Regions from separate parts of the Podarcis muralis genome. Here region 1 is linked to region 2. The links are chromatin contacts, called in public Hi-C maps. All regions are on one chromosome and are shown on one strand. The core of a region is the stretch at or near the end of the contact, and the rest is flanking DNA. Distances in the headings are between cores, read along the strand shown.

Evidence for each region. Hi-C and Micro-C count contacts between places; a contact is called where the count stands out from the background.
Region 1: a Hi-C map of tail shows a contact between it and region 2, with 2.6 times the contacts expected there. The contact joins the promoter of LOC114602055 here to the promoter of PSMD7 in region 2. A contact is called at or near these places in 2 of 3 Hi-C or Micro-C datasets (blood and tail).

Annotation. Positions count from the first base shown.
Region 1 is chr7:44,831,193-44,838,062 of rPodMur119.hap1.1, forward strand. It overlaps LOC114602055 (polycystin-1-like protein 2), which reads left to right and starts at 3,440. Exons shown (of 20, transcript XR_013393642.1): 1 at 3,440-3,537; 2 at 3,661-3,746; 3 at 4,771-4,826; 4 at 5,046-5,105; 5 at 5,351-5,512; 6 at 5,621-5,748; 7 at 6,019-6,148; 8 at 6,678-6,806. It overlaps LOC144328416 (a long non-coding RNA gene), which reads right to left and starts at 4,088. Exons shown (of 3, transcript XR_013393644.1): 1 at 3,998-4,088; 2 at 1,269-1,400.
Region 2 is chr7:44,666,680-44,673,292 of rPodMur119.hap1.1, forward strand. It overlaps PSMD7 (proteasome 26S subunit, non-ATPase 7), which reads left to right and starts at 3,331. Exons shown (of 7, transcript XM_028739840.2): 1 at 3,331-3,565; 2 at 4,706-4,797; 3 at 6,363-6,455. The coding sequence starts at 3,492.

The sequences.
Region 1 (6,870 bases), core at 2,190-4,689, 160 kb after region 2:
CCCATCTGGCTAGGTTTCCCCAGCCATTCTGGGCGGCTTCCAACAAAATATTAAAAATACATTAAAACATCAGTCAAATAATAATTATAATGCCTGTTTTGTAGCAATAAACTCTGCCCAAGCAGGTCTCTGGCCATTACTCCCTTCATACCTACGACCAGACTAGACTCAAGCTGGGGGAAACCAACCATGATGCCGTTCATCTGTTGGCCAGAGCCAAGGCTAAACGGGTTAACCGTCAAGCCTTTGCTGGATTGCCAAGAGAGGAATCATCACCCGGTTCCTAGTCCTGCTCTTCAGCACCCTCTCGTGGGATATGTACACACAGCAGCTTAAAGTGGATTCAGTGCATCCACACATTGTCCTCATCCAAATGGCAGCCTGAATCCTACCCACAGCTGCTTTAATTTGGATTTCCCCAATATACAGATAACGCAGCAAAGGATATAAAGAAAATTTCATATGGGGGAAAAAGGCCAACATTGTGTGGACGAGTATTTTTATTATAAAAAAAACCTGGTGATGTTTTTTCTGGATGCCCTCTATTAATACCCTCTGTTACTAAGTCCTGTACTTTCATTGGCAAACTGCCTCCATGGGCCTGAGGCAAGACACTCACTTTTTAAAAAACCCACTGTTTTGTGCACGTGTGGTATATCAGAAAACTCTTATCTCAAAAATTAAAACAAATTGCCCAGTTCACAATGGGCCTCAGTTTTCCAGAACTCAGGGAGGATGGAGAATAACTAATTAAGTGAAAGGAACAGCAACAGGTTGATTTGGGTAGACAACCTGTTTATTGAACATTCTTCCTGATTTGTTTGTGGGAGGTTGTATGATACCTTATCAAGCATTTTTTTTATACCACACTCTCCAGGGCATTGCCCCGGCGCTTTCCTTACTGCAAAAATCCTTTTTTATTTGGAAGCAGCTTTCTTGTGTAAGAGGGCCCAATCCACTGGAACTGCACCACCTCAATTTGCCAGGAATGTATTTAATCCCACGCACAAAACAGTAACAGCCTGGAAGTGGTCTCATGCTGGAGACAGGTAATTAATAAAAAATAGTAGTAGTAGTAGTAATAATAATAATAATAATAATTTTATTATTTACACCCTTCCCATCTTGAACCATTAATGGTGTTTGTACTCAATTCTTTCCTTCTACTCTTGTCTCTGGTTGACCAGGTTTGCCAGGTTTTTGAAAGGGGGGGGGGAATAAAAACCTTGTTTACTAAAAGCAAGGTGAGTACAGTCAAAAAAATTTACCTGCCTCCAGCTCCAGCCTGTTGTTGTCACAGGTTCTGTTGTTTTGCAAACCACACTTCCTCAGCCAGATGCATTCCTAGCCTTCCCTTCCTGCAAATGTCAGACTGGGGAGCCAATGCGAGAGCAACAAACCTGGGAGTGAGGAGGAGGAGAACATGGCAGCACAGTGAGAGAAGCAGGAGCAATTGGTATCAGATCGACCTCATAACATTTTGGAGGGCATTATTTTATACTAATTGATAGGAAAACATACTTTTGAGGGTAACTTTAATTATTTAACAAAACCCACATGCCACTTGATTGTAATAAAATATCTAAGTGGTTAATTAAAATTAAAGTCAAACAATAAGGTAAAGGTACCCCTGACCATTAGGTCCAGTCGTGACCGGCTCATCTTACTCTATGGGCCGAGGGAGCCGGCGTTTGTCCGCAGACAGCTTCCGGGTCATGTGGCCAGCATGACTAAGCTGCTTCTGGCGAACCAGAGCAGCGCACGGAAACGCCGTTTACCTTCCCGCTAGAGCGGTTCCTATTTATCTACTTGCACTTTGACGTGCTTTCGAACTGCTAGGTTGGCAGGAGCAGGGACCGAGCAACGGGAGCTCAGCCCATCGCGGGGATTCGAACCACCGACCTTCTGATCGGCAAGTCCTAGGCTCTGTGGTTTAAACCACAGCACCACCCGCGTCCCTAAGTCAAACAATAGGAGACTGTTAAAAACAGGAATTAAAAACATTCAAAAGATAATGTTCCTGTGTGCTGGTGGAGATCTTGAATTTCACTCAGATTTCTACAGCAGAGCTGTTGCTATCTAACCACTGTGATCAAAGAAGTGCATTCAATATTTGAGGCTGAAAGCAGGAGTTTCTCCCCAGAAAGGCTGCTGTGTGTTTGGACTATATTTTTAAAGGGAAACAACATGCAATAATGCAAAACAGCCCTGAAGATGCTTTGGTGCCCTGAAGATGCTTTGGACTACAATTCCCATCAGTTCTAGTATCACAAGATTGTGCCAGGTGGGGACTAGGGGAGTGGTAGTCCAAAGGGTACCGGCTTGGACAAGGCTGGTATGCATAATTTTAAAGAGAGAATAAAGTAGAGAAGCTTTCTCTGGTGATGGTGTCCACACTCTGTTTAAGATGGCAAAAAATAATGTCAAATTTCACTGGAACCTATTTCCAAAAAGATTGCAGATGTAAGCTATTCCTATGTGCCCTCCCCACCGCAATCTTGGCCCACAAGCTTTGTCATCCTCCTCTTCCTCCTAGAGTCAAATTTCCCTGCCCAGTGTTTGTGGAAGCTGCCCAGCTGCCCCCTTGATTTTCATGGGCAAATAGAGACACCGGGAGGGCTTGGCCTCTTCCTTCTCTTGTGTTTCATGTGGGCTTCTAGCCAGAGGAGCAAGCAGAGCCCTGCTGGGACCATCTTGCCTATCCTGCCAGACTGAGATGGCGCTAAGGCCACAGGCAGCTCCCGGCTTAGCCCTGCTGCTCTGGGCCCTGTGCAGGACTGCTGTGCCTGTCACCACGCCTGAGGCTGTGCTAAGGGAGCACCAGGGACATTGCTACCAGCTTGCCCAGGAAAGACTGGCCTTTGAGGATGCCCAGGCTGCCTGCGGCCGATGGGGAGGGCACTTGGCACAGGTCCCTTGGGAGCTGACAGGGATGTGGGGTGCTCTGAGAAGGAGGAGGGGACAGCTGAGAGGGCCCTCTGGGGTCTGGTGGGTCTCCAAGGGCCCAACCAAGCCTGTGGTGGCAGGTAAGTCAGTCCTGTGTGGGCACCTGAGAGGGCTGGGCAGAGGCGGGGAGTGGTTTCTACTCCAGAAGGTGGAGGGTGCGTCCTGGTTTCTATCACAAAGGCCAGGTCTTGGAGTCCCTGTCCCTTTACACAGCTGGCTTGGCTGTGGTTAAAGGCTGGGATTTGGGGAGCCACATTGAGGGGCAGGGTGTGAAGGTGGGGGGCACTGTGCTGCAGAGAGCTGGCTCTTTTGCTTGTAGTGTAGAATTCTGCTTATTTTAATCTGCTCTGTCAAGAGCACACCACCCCGCTTTGCCTACTGTGGTCAGATCTTACAAGAGGGCAAGGCCCTTGCCCTGCCCAGCTTACCACCATGCCCATGGCGGCCTCTTGTGTCTTTGCCCAGGAGCCCAGCCTCATCTGCATGGGGCTCACCAGCCCCCCACTTGCACCTTCCTCTCCAACCTGGGCCTGCTGCAGGAGGCTACCGGGCCCACCTGCCGCCAGAGGCATCCTTTCATCTGCGAATTTGGTGAGAGACCAGCTGGGCTGCCAGGGTGTGATCGTGACACCCCCACCCCAACCCATCCCTGAGGACAGAGATTGGTCCTCCTGACCCAGGAGGGGCTCCCTTTCAGGATGGTCTTTTTTGCAGGTCCTGTGGAGGGAGGTGAATGCCCAGTCAAAGCGGCCAGGAGTGCCAACAGCTCCAGGCCTTGGCAAAAACAGAAGGCTCGGCTGGTAGGTGATGGTGGCCAGTTCTCTTCCCTCCAAGTCCAAAGCAAATAGGCTTTCCCTCCTGCTGCCTGAAACCAAACTCCAGCGGATGCACCAAGGCAGAGGATGGGGGGGGGGGCAATAAAAACAGCCTGTCTGCTACCTCTTAGCCACCCTCCAGACAATTCCTTTGGGCATGATTCCTGGGCAAGCTCCTAACAGGGAACCCTTTGCCCTGCCCCTTCCAAAAAAGCCTATTGGGTGACATATCCTACCTGGCACAGTGGCACTACTCTGTCCCACTCTTTTTTCTCTGTCTGCCACCAGGATCTGACCTCCATGGGGCGGAGGCCACAAAGGCTCATGCGGCGGTATCTGGGTGATAAGCAGAAGTACCCAGGTGATGTGGGGATTTATTGATTTCTGAAATAATGTATTGAAGAGTAGGTCATCTGCAAGTATAAGCAATTGTGAGAGGCTGATGATCTTGGGTCATTCTGCTCATTTTAACAAACCCTTTAAATGCCCTAAAATAATATTTGTGGGGCTGAAAGGGGTATTTTATCTAATTTCACATAGACCATCTTTTCAAAAAGATTGTAGATGTCAGCACAACCAAAAGATATGCTTTCAACCTGCCTGTACAGAATTACAACTCCAACATTTACCAATGGTATTTGTTTAAGCTATGCCCAAGGGGCAAGTTACCCGTGATTAACTGTTTTTAACAAGTTTTATTTCAGATAAACTTTTATTACCATGTTCTACCTCCTCAATGGAAAGGGCCTGAAGCAATGCTCAGTATGAAAATAAGCAACTGTAATAATGTAAAACCAGGAATATAACTAGTAGCCAATGGATCCCTTATCATGAGGCTGATCCTTTTGCCAGTCAGGGCAGTGGTTTTCCCCTGAAAGGAAGCAGCTTGTTGTTGAAACAGGGCCACCGCAAGAAGTTTGTGTTTATGGAGGCCAAAGTGCCTGTTTCTGTGTAGGGGGACCCTGAGGGGAGAAAAGACTCTTGCTCATACTTCTCCTTTTGCCTCCAGAGACATCAGCAATCAGGGAGGCCTTGCAGGTTGTAGTTCCCAGGACCTGGCAGCAGGTAAAAGAGCCCCACTGGGAGGGAGTATCTGGGGAGGGGACCCCCTTCAGCCCAGCCCCATTGAGGCCCACAGCAGAGCCACCAACCTTCCTCTGGCTCAAGACAGCCAACCTCTCTTCTGGTGGTTAGCACAGGCCTTATGTAGGCCGGGAACCCCTTATTCAGTGGTCTGCCTTTGCCTGACAGCATTTGAACCCAAACTCCTGATTCTGCCTACAGGAGCTGCTCCAGCGACTGACACTGCCGGTGAACAATGGTGCCTGGAGTGCCTTTGAGCTGGTATGACTGGGCCCACGGGGAGGGCGGATGCCCCAGAAGGGACTGAGCCCCAACTCCAAAGGCTGTGTAGCTCCCATGGGAAACCTGAAGAAAGAGTCAGGCCAAGTCCTGAGAGGCTCTTTCCGCCAAGAGAGGTGATGGGGAACATTTCATGGAAGGAGTCGAGGGACCCCCATTAGTGCTGAGGGACTTGGGCAATGCATGGGCATGGAGGAACATTAACATCATGTGCCTTTGCATGCCAGGAAGAGGAGGTGGGGTTTCTTCAGGCTGTCAGTGAGGACCTGCTGAAAAGGAGGCCTCCAGCCTCCCCACACTGGCACCTCCTCAACCTCCTGGCAGTCCATGGCACCAGCCGGCTCCTGCAGGTCATTCTGGGCCCCTGCTCACCCAACATCAACATCCAGGTGAGAATATACCACACTCCAGGGTGCCCTGGTGGGGAGGGACAGGCAGGTGCATGGGTCCCTTCATCCCATATTGCCCCATCCCATATTGCCCACTTCTCCCTCCAGCAGCATGAGGCCCTGACTGGCACCCTGATGCAGATCCTTCACAAGCTGGAGCAAGCTCTTCAGGAACTGGGGGGCAGCAGTGATGCCATCACCATGGAGACGCCTCTCATCAGCATCTATACACACAGGTAAGCTACCAGGCTTGCAGCCACTGGGTGACAGGGAAGGTAGGAAGCTTGACTGGTCTGGGAAGGGAAGGGAAGGGAGAAAGATCTTGGCAGTAAGTGTCCAAGAGAAAAGGCCATGAGGTAGCCATCTGCCCTTCCCTTATCATGGCTGCTGGCTCACATTTGCCTGGCTGTCATGCAGATTGGCAGCTCTCCTGGGGCGCCCTGGTCCCGGGCACCATCTGCTGTGCCCTGGCTCTAACCCTAACTCTCTTTGTCTCCCTGGCTCAGGGTGAACTCTTCCAGGCTGGGCAATATGGCGTTCTCCTTCCCTGGCAACCCATGGGCAGCCAGAGTCATTTTGCCAGAGCAGTCTGTGCTGGGAGCCGTCATGCCACAGAATATCCCAGTGGATGTGCAGGTCAGAGGGTGCAGGAGTGTGTGGCTGGCCCTCTCCTTTGGACTGGGCACAGTGGCCTTCCCTTTCCATGAAACGGAAACTTTCCTCTGCCAACTGCTGCTACCCCAGGAGGAGGAGGAAGGCAGAGAGCACCCAGGCAAGGAGTCGCTTGCTGTGCTGTGGAATGCACTGGGGCCCAGCACTCAGAAGTGACTTGGCTCCTTCAGATCAGCCTGACGATGCACCCAGAGGCATCTTCCCTCCCTCCCTCTTCTGGAGCCTCATGCTTCTGGGTTGGACTCCAAACATTTCATGAAACCCCTTTGCCACACCCCTGCCACCAAGGTCCCCTGACTTGGCCCTACTCAATCTACCTACCCAGTGCTTCCAACATTAAGCAGCCATGTTTCCAAAAATGGGCAGCAGAGCGTGAGGAGGCGGGGAGGAGCGCCCAGCCATCCTGCCAAGTGTGGCCAAGCAGGCATGGCTGGTGGGGCAGGCCCCCTCAGCAGTGGCGCTGCCCTTTCTTCTTCTCTCCCTCTCTCTTTAGATGGTGAGCTTCCTGGGCAGCCCCTTTCCCCCGAGCTCTGAGCAAGGGGTCACAGGAGCTGTAGCTGAACTGAACCTCCTTTCTGAGGGCAGCCAGATCAGCGTTAGCAACCTGAGCACCCCTGTCCAGGTATGTCCTGCCTAGAGACTTTGGGCTGAGTGGAGCCTTCCTCCCTGTAAGGGGGTGGGCTATT
Region 2 (6,613 bases), core at 2,081-4,580:
CAGAAAGCAAGCAGTACAACACAAACTTTCAAGCTTGCCAACTGAGAGTGGGTGGTGTGTAACTTGGTTATTCTTTCTTTCCTTTGATTCAGAAGGTTCCCAAGAAGGTTTCCTATCAAATACTCAGCATTCAGTCATAGAACAAAGAAATGTTTGGTCAGAAATTACCATGGCCACCAATGGTGTTTGTTGTGAGAAGGCCACAAACAGATTTTGAGAACAACCACTCATGTGCCCATCACTTCAAGACCATGATAGTTGTTCTTCTTTCAACTACATCTGCACATTACACAGGAACATAGGAAGATGCCTTATAACAGAGGCCCATCTTCTAACTCAGTACGTACAGTGGTACTGAGTGGTAACTGAGTGGTACTGAGTGGTACTGAGTGGTAACATCTTTCCAAGGTTTCAGACAGGGAACATTCCTTCTCCCACCTGGAGATGCCAGGGACTGAAGACCTTCTACATGCAAAGCAGATGCTCTATCCACTGAGGTACCACCCTTTCCCATTAATAAGCCAAAGCAGCTGCCAACATCTGCAGCACACTTTTCATTAAAAATCACATCTCAGCTTAAGGCTCTTGCTCCTATTTGCGTCTTGTGATCTACGCTGGTGTCTTCCAGGTCCCCAGGTACAAATGCTCAGAGTACTGAGTTTTACGTGCAATTTCTAAAAAGCTTTGGATCTCATTACTTAAGAAGCCACTTCTCTTCGCATGCCACAATGCAGCAGGTGAGAACAGAAGAGGCACCTGAGATCTTTCTCATTATCAAAGAGAAGGTAGAGGCAATAGAATGCTTTCTGGAGAGACTACTTGGGACTGGCATGTGTTTTCTCCTTCATCAGAAGGAGGCTGAATTCAGAATACATTGAAAGAAGTTAGTCACTTCTCTGTGGGCTTTTGCAGTGGGCGATATCATTCAAGAGTCTTCAAGGAGGATAAAGCATAAAAGCTAATCTTTCTTATGAGGTGCCATTCAAGGCGGGGGTGAGGGGAGCTTCAAAAGAACAGCAACAGAGACCTGTAATATATTTGTGAATGAACCAAATGAATGTATCTGGGTATCTTCTCTTATCTGAAGCCATCCCTATAAATCAAGATCATGCCTTACAAGGGATTAATTAACACACATTCTGAATCATTGAGCCAGAAAACAAGCTGGTATTTTCTGCAAAAATTATGACCAATTAAGTGGTTCTATAACATCTACTTTCCTCAGCAACAGTGAGAAATTCCAAAGACAAGAGACAGCAGCCAGTGTGGGCCAATAGAGAGCTGGTCTTGGACCTGGGGAATAAGTGTCACCTCTGGGTGACCTTGGGCAAGTTGCCACCTCAGTCTCAGTATTGGTTAATTTGTATGCTATTTGCACAGCACCTTGTAAAGCAAATTTCTTCAGGTTTAGTTTAAATAAGTATAAGAACCTGAATGAATTGCAGCTGCCAACTCAGAGTTGCCAGAAGACACAGTGGATTATTTTATGTGCTTCTAAACTACTCTGCTGTTCGAAGTGATTTGCCTCAAACCAAAGTGTTGTGGTCTGCTGCCATGGTCTCAAGGTGGCCCATATTAATAATAGCTCTGGAAGAAGTGGGCTGAGACAAAGCCCACCACTCAATTCCCTCTTAATAGTAGGAGCATAAGAAACGACCCCATACAGTCTTGGTCTATCCTGCCCAGAATTAACTATGCTGACTGGCAGCATCAGCTCTCCAAAGTTTCAGAGTTTCTCTCCCTGTAGTACCTGCAAATGCTGCTGTGGATTGAGCCTTAGGTAGGACTCCGTCTGCATGCAAAGCAGAGGCTCTGCCACTGAGCCACAGCCATTCCCTTAATACTTTGGAGCTGGAGTGGATGACTATTGTACATATTAAAAAGTTGTTGCTGGTTGCTGTTTAAGCTCTTGTTTTAAATTGTTTTGTGCTGCCTAGGTTTCTCTCTCTGGAAATAAACATGTGGCTTCGCCAACATATGACTCCAGAGTGAATGCAGCACTGGACAGAGAGAAATCTTTAATGTTATAAATGTTTCCTTCAATTGTGGAAAATGTGTATTTGTGTGCATGTGTGTGCGTAATTTAAAATAACCAAGGAAGCCCTCCATTTGGAGCATGTGATTGCCGGAAGAAATATCAGCAACCTCAGATATGCAGATGACACAACCTTGATGGCAGAAAGTGAGGAAGAATTAAAGAATCTTTTAAGGAGGGTGAAAGAGGAGAGTGCAAAATATGGTCTGAAGCTCAACATCAAAAAACCTAAGATCATGGCCACTGGGCCCATCACCTCCTGGCAAATAGAAGGGGAAGAAATGGAGGCAGTGAGAGATTTTACTTTCTTGGGCTCCATAATCACTGCGGATGGTGACAGTAGTCACAAAATTAAAAGACGCCTGCTTCTTGGGAGAAAAGCAATGACAAACCTAGACAGCATCTTAAAAAGCAAAGACATCACCTTACCGACAAAGGTCCATATAGTTAAAGCTATGGTTTTCTCAATAGTGATGTATGGAAGTGAGAGCTGGACCATAAAGAAGGCTGATCGCCGAAGAATTGATGCTTTTGAATTATGGTGCTGGAGAAGACTCTTGAGAGTCCCATGGACTGCAAGAAGAACAAACCTATCCATTCTGAAGGAAATCAGCCCTGAGTGTTCACTGGAAGGACAGATCCTGAAGCTGAGGCTCCAATACTTTGGCCACCTCATGAGAAGAGAAGACTATCTGGAAAAGACCCTGATGTTGGGAAAGATGGAGGGCACAAGGAGAAGGGGACGACAGAGGACGAGATGGTTGGACAGTGTTCTCGAAGCTACCAACATGATTTTGACCAAACTGCGGGAGGCAGTGGAAGACAGAAGTGCCTGACGTGCTGTGGTCCATGGGGTCACGAAGAGTCGGACACGACTAAACAACAACAACAAAATGTGTCTTGCACGTGTTAGCAGCGATACAGTGTCTTCCCTGAAACCAAATCTCAGGTTTTTTCCCTCCTCAAATTTCCCCAAATTTCCTAAAACACGTAGAAAAAGTATCTCTGGTGGATGCTAAAGCCACCTCCAGACTTAGGTTGTGAACGAAAAGCACAAAAAGGACGCTTAAATCATTCATCAACGGCTTCGCTCAAGAATGTTCTGGAGGCGACTGACCGTCGCATAATGGCATCCCTCCTTTTGCCCTTCTGAATATGGCGACGCTACCGCCCCACGCCGCCAACATGGAAACTTCTCACAGGAAGCCGAACTGCCGGTGAGGTACCCTTTGAGACCATCCCAAGATGGCGTCGCTTTCCCCCGCCCACAGGCTGAAAGGAAGCCGCGTGACGTCACTGCGGCTGCCCTTCCCAAGATGGCGCGGCTGCCCAGCTCCTCCCTCGGCATCGCTTGCTTCACACCCGGTGCCCTGAGTCACTGAGAGGCGCTTTGCTTACCGGGAGAAGGAGGCCAGGAACTAGGCCAGGACGTGGAGGCCGCGAAGCCGCCGCTGCTATGCCGGAGCTGGCCGTGGAGCGAGTGGTGGTCCACCCGTTGGTGCTGCTGAGCGTGGTCGATCACTTTAACCGGTGAGGGAGGCGGCGGCCGGCCGGCCGGGCTGAGTCATGGCCGGCAGGCCAGGGCTTAGGGAGGCAGGGTGGCCGTAGGGCTGGGGTCGCGCTTTGCACATGCTCAGGGGCAGCGAGCTGCGAGAAAGCTACTGTAAAGAAGCGCCGGGGCGGAGGCCGCGGAAGGACAGCTTAGTCACGGGCCCGGGCTGAGGCCGCCTTCGCCGCCTGTGCTTCTGGACCCCGGCTTTCGGTTGGGAAGACCCTCAGGGTTTGGCGAGGCCTCGGAGCAATAAAGGAAGCGGCTGCCTTTCTCGCGGAGTGAGGCCGTCGAGCCCAGGGGAGAGGCCTCTATTATCTGCCTGGCTCCCCGATCCTCCTCGGAGCAGCTTTCGGGGGTTGAACCCGGAACCTCTTTCCTTCTGCAGGCCAAGCGGCTGCTGTCTCCTCCAACAAACGGGCCTTTGGGCCAGAGACCTCATGGAGGGGGGCTGGATGCTACTTTTCGCCGACTTGCTTTTTATGTTTATCGCGGTGTGTTTACCGCGTGTGGAGCAAGGATGAGATTCATCTTTTGCCACTGCTTTTCCAGACTCTTGAGTGGAAAAGCGGAATATAAGTAAACTGATATGACTTAAAATATACCTGCTTCCTAAGTAGCAGCCACAGCTGCATGCATGAAATACATGCAACCAGCGCATGGCTGTGCCAACTTGACTGAGTAGGTATGTGGCAGAGCATTTGCTTTACAAGCAGCAGGTTCAGTTCAACAACATCTCTGCCCCAGAAACCACACCTGCTAAATGGATTTCAGAAGCAGGTGGTGGGAAAGGCCATGCTCTGACATAGACCTTGGAGAGTAACTGCCAGGCCAGGCAGTGCTGACACTTTGGGGCTGGGTGGATTGGTGGGCTAAGTCAGCTTTTGTATGTTGACTTCCTCCATTAACCATCAGAAGAAGACCACTCTGCTGCCTCCTCCCTGGTGACCATCAAGACTCCTTCTGTTGGGAGTCTTGGCAAGTTGCTATATACTCTTTCCCTCCCACCTTAGTTATGCTGGTTTTCATTGCCCTGAGTTGATAAAAATTCAGTTCAGGAATAGTTTATGCTGCACATCAATGTATCTCATCTTTCTTTTGATTTTGCCTTTCTATTTTAGGATAGGAAAAGTTGGAAATCAGAAGCGAGTTGTGGGGGTTCTCTTGGGTTCGTGGCAGAAGAAGATTTTGGATGTCTCCAACAGCTTTGCAGGTAAAGTGACGCCTGAGATCTCTATGGTTGTCTAGCAAGCCAGATGTGGTTGTAATGTACACTCCTACTCTTAACATTTTCCACCCCATTAATGGATTTGGGGAAATTTGGGTTTGTCCCTTAAATTGTTGGTGGGGAACCTGTGGCCCTCTATATGTTGTTGGACTCCAAGTTCCATCAGCAGCATTTGGAGGGTCAGAGGTTCCCCACCTTTGTCTTAAAGTGAGAGACCCAGAAAAGCTTAGTCATAAAGCTCAATTGAAACTTGGTTGATAGTCTTGAGTTTTCAACAGCCCTCTGATTAAATAATAACCCAAAGGGGCCCAGTTAGGAACCTGCTGGATTGTGTTTGGCTAAAAGCTTAAATGCGGTCCCTCAAGTTCTCAGGCTGTCGGAAGCCAGCCTTAGCTTTCCATAGTCTGCTCCAGGCAATCATCATTCTTTCATCTACCTTTAGTTTAAATCTGAGTCTGCCCAGTTCTAGAAACTTGTGATCTCGTCTAGTCATTAATCTTGTGGGCTGCAACTACATGTACCACATACTACAGTCAATACTGTGGTAGGAATAGGTCCTAAATCAGTGGTAGGGTATCTGCTTTGCTTGCAGAAGATACCAGATTCAATCCCCAGTGGTATTTCTAGGTGGGGCTGAAAGACTCCCGTTTTGAGACGCTAGGTAAAGAGATTGACTTCATCACTGTAGTTAAAAAGATGCTTTTATTGTTTACCACATGTTGTTTGTCTCCCTGGACTCCTTTGGGAGGAAGGGCAGAATATGAATACAATAAATAATAATGGTATCTTCTGTTCCTTGGGGAACTTTTGTAGGTCAGTCGTTGAATGCATGCTTTGCTCACAGAATGTGCAGTCCCTGGCATTTCCATTTAAAAAGGACCAAGTGGCAGCTGATAAAAAACTCCCTTTCTAAGACGCTGGGTAGCCACTCAGGAGACCAGTACTGGGATTGGATAGTCCAGTAGTCTTACTCAGTGCATGATAACTTGCTACTTTCAAACGCCCTGTGATCCTCTCATGGAGGGTGGAATAGAAATTTAAATCATCCTCACCTCTGTAATGTCAAGACTGGATCCCATTCTAAGTGACTTGCCAGCTTCCCAGAGGCATCTGTGAGAACAAAGTGCTGGACTACCTGGACCCTCCTTGACCTGATCCAGCAGGGCTGCTCTTAATTCCCACCACATGGGATGTAACTTGGCAAAATTGTCACTTTCCTTTTTAAAATTTATTTATGATTTTCAGTTTTATTCATTTCAGTAATTTTACAATCATTTTAACATTTCAAAACTTGACTTCCTTCCCCCTCTTTGTGGTTCCTTAAATTTATTTTTTATATTTTCTGCATATTCCAAATTAACTTTATTTACTAATTTATTCATCTACTTTAAATATATACTCTTGTAAAACTGCAGGTTATTACAATAATCCCGCCAATGTTCTTACTGTTTACAGGTTATTTGTAAATATTCAATAAACCATTTCCATTGGGGTTTTTTTAAAGGCTGGAAATTCATGCCATGGTTTGGATTCTCTTTTTTTACCCACAGTCCCCTTTGATGAAGATGATAAAGACGACTCTGTGTGGTTTTTGGACCATGACTATCTGGAGAACATGTATGGGATGTTCAAGAAAGTAAATGGTAAGCAATGCTTGGTTAGCCAGAAGTGCAAGTCACAGCTAAATCTATCTCTGGGAAAAGCCAAAAAGTGATGTTACTTAAATAACTTTGCTATGACTGCTCACAGATGCTTAGTTAAAAAGTTTTTCATTTTGGAGATGAACACCTCTGTTAGTGAG